2 separate regions of the Mus musculus genome follow, and region 2 is linked to region 1. The links are chromatin contacts, called in public promoter capture Hi-C maps. All regions are on one chromosome and are shown on one strand. The core of a region is the stretch at or near the end of the contact, and the rest is flanking DNA. Distances in the headings are between cores, read along the strand shown. Region 1 overlaps Map3k5 (mitogen-activated protein kinase kinase kinase 5). Region 2 overlaps Map3k5 (mitogen-activated protein kinase kinase kinase 5).

Evidence for each region. Capture Hi-C pulls out chosen DNA fragments and counts their contacts.
Region 2: a promoter capture Hi-C map of pancreatic islet shows a contact between it and region 1. The contact joins two enhancer-like sites. A contact is called at or near these places in 6 of 484 Hi-C or Micro-C datasets (CD4 T cells, bone marrow-derived macrophages, colorectal tumor organoids and 3 more), 4 of 115 datasets of contacts at active chromatin or transcription factors (the HPC-7 cell line, bone marrow-derived macrophages, cardiomyocytes and 1 more) and 4 of 9 other capture datasets (adipose tissue, embryonic stem cells, liver and 1 more).

Annotation. Positions count from the first base shown.
Region 1 is chr10:20,122,323-20,124,829 of GRCm38.p6, reverse strand. All of the region lies in intron 23 of Map3k5 (mitogen-activated protein kinase kinase kinase 5), which reads right to left. Among named protein-coding and RNA genes, the nearest start is that of Map7, 47 kb to the left of the region's middle. Within about 2 kb of position 1,254, at least 129 of the 459 cell types and tissues checked have an H3K27ac peak or open chromatin away from gene starts, as enhancers often do. A contact at or near this core is called in adipose tissue, colorectal tumor organoids and pancreatic islet, where this site is marked.
Region 2 is chr10:19,955,623-19,958,129 of GRCm38.p6, reverse strand. All of the region lies in intron 1 of Map3k5 (mitogen-activated protein kinase kinase kinase 5), which reads right to left. Among named protein-coding and RNA genes, the nearest start is that of Map3k5, 22 kb to the right of the region's middle. Within about 2 kb of position 1,254, at least 53 of the 459 cell types and tissues checked have an H3K27ac peak or open chromatin away from gene starts, as enhancers often do. A contact at or near this core is called in adipose tissue, colorectal tumor organoids and pancreatic islet, where this site is marked.

The DNA of each region.
Region 1 (2,507 bases), core at 5-2,504:
GCTCCCCTTAGTAGCCATCACTGCTGCCAGAAGTAACCAGTCTTTGGAGAAACAGCCGTACGCCCACGCTGGTCGGTAGCCAGGGCACATTTGGGCTGTGCCCAGATGGGGATAGGTTGAGGCGGTGAGAATCCTGCTGTTGGGAATTTTAATTGGACACTAAGGTGAGAGAGGGGCACGGAGCCATGGAATCTTAATCTCCGAGTCTGCCTGCAGAAAGGTCACAACCCAGGGTCGGGGTGCACCCAAGGACACGGGAGTAGATGCAGGGGAGTCGAGAATGACAATGGAAAGAGAAGAAGATAGAGCAGAGACGAGCAGCACAAGACGAACAGCAGCAGCCAAGCAAGAGCAAAGATGGAAGGAACCGTGGAGCTTTCTGTCTTCCGGACTCACACACCATGGTTCTCTAGGCCAGGCTCAGCTGGGTACCAGCCGGCTACCTCTCTCCTGGCTGTGTGTATCTATCAAAAGGTGTGCCTGGCCCTTCCATGGCCTTTAAAGTCAACTCCCTGTCGTAAAAGGGGCCAGGTTAGACACCACCATTGGAACCCCACCTTAACAACAACTGGGTAATCAGTTATAAAAAACAAACCAAGGAAACGTTCACATATTTAAATAGACCTCTCTTTCAAAGTGATTTTTATTTTATTTTATTTTATTTTATTTTATTTTATTTTAATGTGAGCAAGGCACACTGAGCCTGTAAAGAAAACCTAATCCTCATTAAACTTCAAGAATTTTTATTAAGCTAATTTCTAGTTCATACTGCATTTTCTAACTGTATTATTAAAATTAAGTTTCTCCACCAGGCCAATAAAATTCCCATCATTAGAATTCCATGAAAAATTTCAAAACACACCCTCACCTTCTCCACATATATTCTTGATTTGGGAGCTTGGTCCCCTGTTTAAGTTCTCATGAGAAAAGTCTAAATTGAAAGGCCTAAAGGCTGTCATTAAAGAAACATTTGAAAATTACACTGAGAACAATTACACTCTTTGTGTTTTTCTCATCACAAACTGAATGACAGCCAGAGGGAGGATTCACAGGCAACTTCCTAACACCGGGAAATATCAGGAGAGCGAACTGCTAGGAGAGCAAGCATTTATTTTTGACATCAGCTTTGTCTTTAAAGCAGCAGCAGCAGCAGCATGTTGCCTGGATGCGCGTGTGGCTGTCCTACACAGCACAGTCTCTACCCTGGGAAATGCTTCCCGTCCAGGCTACCACATCCGCTTAGTCATCATCATTTCTGCCCTAACTCCCGCCCCTCTGTGTCAGCTCATTCGAGGGCTTTCCTTTCTGAGACAGCATGTTCTGCAGGGTAAACCTGCCTCAGAACAATGGCAGCATTCGACAGTGAGCCTTTCCCACAAATTCAGCATTCACAGCTTTCCTGCAAAAGCCCTCTCTAGCCTTGTGTGCACAGGGGTGTGTGTGTGTGTGTTATATGCAGCTATGCACACATGTGAAGGCCACAAGCAGATATTGGGCTATCTTCCTCTCTTACTCGCTGCCTTATTACATCAATGCAAGGTCTCTCAATGATCTCCAAGGATCTTCCATCTCCCCTTGGGCTGGAGTTCTAGGCCTGCCCCGCCACACTCAGCTTTTTATGAGTGCTAGAGATTTGGATTTGAACTCTGCTCCTCGTTTTCACAGAAAGTGCTCTTGTCCACCGAACCCTCTCCCTAGTCTTTATTCCTTAAACTGTCAGCGATTTGTGAAAGGTGAGATACAGTTTAAAGAAGTTAAACTGTAATCAATAAAAACTGGGGCCAGGGAGACGGCTCAGTGGGTAAGAACACTCTCTTGAAAGCATGAGGACCTATCACTCGCGGAAAGAGGGGTCTTGTCTTCACTTGCCTGTAACCCCAGCATCATGAGGCAGAGACTGGTGGATCCCGAGAGTGCACTGGCCAGTCAGCCTAGCTGAGAGAGCAAGCTTCCGGGTCAGTGAGAGACACGGTCTTAAGGTTAGTAAGTCAGAGAGTAACAGAGGAAGACAAAGGCCAGCCTCTGACCTCCACGTGTGCATGCACCTGCACACTTGTGTGCATGCAACATACATCCCATAATATACTTCAGAACACACAACACACACATACGAGATACACACACCCAAAAATTAAAGCTTTTCATGGGTTAATAGACTAAGGACCTAACCGATAATCAATTCCCTTTGGGTTTGTTCTGTAGTGTAGAATGAAATGTAAATATTTCTCTAGAAAGGTTTTAAAACATTAAGAAAATAATGTCTACATAGAAAGGATTGTGATCAAGGTGCAGGATGTGAAACTCTCAGAGAATCAATAAAAACGTTATGTGTGGGGCGGGGGAGAAATTATTTCTCTCTGGTTGTGGAATAAAAAAAGAAACTAGGTAACTATTATTAGGTTGGTTGGCGGTAACAAGTTCGCATTTGTACAGTGTTTTTTATTTTGACCTAAATTTCCCATGACTCAGTGACTCCTGTCAGCAATGGCACATGAGTCTTTGTGAAG
Region 2 (2,507 bases), core at 5-2,504, 170 kb after region 1:
GCCAGAGAGATACCATGTCTCCTTTGCAACCTGTGGCTATAATTAACAGACTCTGTCTGTGAGGAAGTGGCCCGCATCAGACACCAAATCTTCCAGTGCCTTGCTTGATCTTGGACTTCCCAGTCTGTAGAGCGTGAGAAAATCTTATCAGTTTATAAACCACACAGCCTACAGTATTTTCCTACAGAAGCCTGAACACACGATGGCAAATTCTTCAGAGAGTCACGTGTGAACAACAGAGACATAAGGAACAAGATGACCCTAACCAAAAAACACAAGTTGGCATTACCAAACAGTGGACTTAAACTGGAATACTGGGATAGGCAGGAAAGGACCCTCTGTAGGCTACGGTGCCAGAGGCTCACAGAATACTGACCATCAGGAGGCCGCTTGGTCCAGAAACTGCAGGAGGGAGATTCTAGGAAGGAAGGACTAAGAATCCTCCTGTTCCCTAAATTATTGGTTCCAGCAACCACTAGCACAGGAAAACTACAGGCCCTTAAGATGGGTGGTGGGGCCATGGGGAAAAAACATGCAGAGGATTTGGGAGCAGGAATGGAGAGAGACCCCTGAGAGCTATCTGCTCAGGGAAAGGCAGGAAGGGACAAGGCTGGGCCTGGTCACAGGGGGCCACAATGACCTCCAGGAACCTGTGTGGTGGACTAGCGAGTGTCCTTTCCATTGGTGGGGAGCCAACCAGGGGAGCTCAAAGCAGGGTACTGCTCTGAAGTTCCTTTCAGAGTACTGAGACCTGCTAGGGAATATAGGGAAGAAAGGCAGTCACCATGCACCCAAAGCTCCCTGTGCCAGAAACACCAAAGTATCTTTCAACCAGCCAGCAAATGTACCCAAAATTGAGAATTCCTAAGCAGGGTGTTTGTTCACAGCCCTATACAATTCAAGACAATTAAAGAAAATCACACAAATACCTTTAGTCTCTCATCTGGGGTGAGAATCTCTGCCTCAATTGGAGCGAGTGACAAAAATTAAGAAAGAAAAATACAGACTGACAGCCAGTCTGAAGAAAGAGCAGGAGAGGGAGAGGGAGTGGAGGTGGGGTGGAGTGGGGCGAGGGGAGGGGAACAGAAAAGCCCAGCTCTGACTTTGTGCGGTTCCAGCTAGAAACATATCCTGTTCACCAAATAGAAGACTCATGCTTTTCCCAAATGTAAACAGAACTCTCGATAGGACAGGCAGCCAAGGAGCGTCCAGTGTTTGCACATGACTCTCAGGTGTGCCCCAGCCAAAGATTAAGGAGGGGTTGGCTCTTGTTCCTAACTGCTCCAGCCTGCCACTGGATTGCACCAGAAATAAGGCGATGAGTGTGTGAGGATAAGGCTGGTGGGGAATTTAGATTACGAAAAATACTAAAAGAAACAGAAACTCAGCTGTTTCTAAAGCTGAAGGGGATGAAGCAGGGGAAGCCCTGACAAAAGAGCCTCCGGGACTCCATCTTTATCTGGAGACTGTTGGTGGCTGCAAACTCCTCTGGGAATGCAGTCTGCAGATTAGACCCGTCTAGGAAACACACACTTGCATCTGCACTTGACCCTCAGGGGAGGCCTCTCCTCACTCCCTGACTCCAGAGGCTTCTACCACCATTGCTACCCCAAGTTCTCTGGAAACCTACACCACCAGCTTTTGCTTTGCCTTTTTCATAGAGGGAGAATAAAGGTGGCAGGTGACAGACTAGCCCATTCCCCAGCGGGGATAAAGCAGTATATAGCAAAGATGGTTTTTTAAAAGGCAATAAACCCCACTCTTTTGCCTAAGTAGTTAGCTTAGAGCAGTCATTCTCAACCTGTGGGTCTCAACCCCTTGGAGGGTCAAATGACCTTTCCACAGGGTGGCCTAGGACTATAGGAAGATAAAAATATCTACATTACAATTCATTACAGTAGCAAAAGTATAGTTACGAAGTAACAATGAAAATAATTTTATGGTTTGGGGGTTACCACAACATGAGGAACTGTATTAAAAGGTCACTGACTTAGGAAGGCTGAGACGCACTGGCTTAGAGAAAGCACTTTACCTATAAATAGGACTTTTGCATGTTCGCCACCTTCCTCTCACACATCAGGCAGTGTGGATGACGGCCCTTTCACCTCTGTTCAACCATGTCACCCAAGCATGTTCAAACACAGGGAAAAAGGTCAACATAGAAGCAAATGTTCTTCCTACTTGAAAACATCACAGGTTTTGATTTTGGCAGCTCGATGGTTACTTTTAACTGTCAAGTTGACACAGCCTAGAATCTTCTCGGCACCAAGTTTCAAAGAGAGATGGTCTACATTGGATTTATCTGTGGAGAGTCTGTGAGAAACTGCCTTAATTAAGTTAATTGATGTGGGAAGACCCAGCCCACTGTGGAAGCAAGGGGTGCTGAACTGTGTAAGAATAGAGAAATTGCTAGTCATGGTGATGCACACTTTTAATCCTGGTACCTGCGGACAGGCAGGTGGATCTCTGTGAATTCAAGGGCAGCCTGGCTTACCATACTAAGTTCC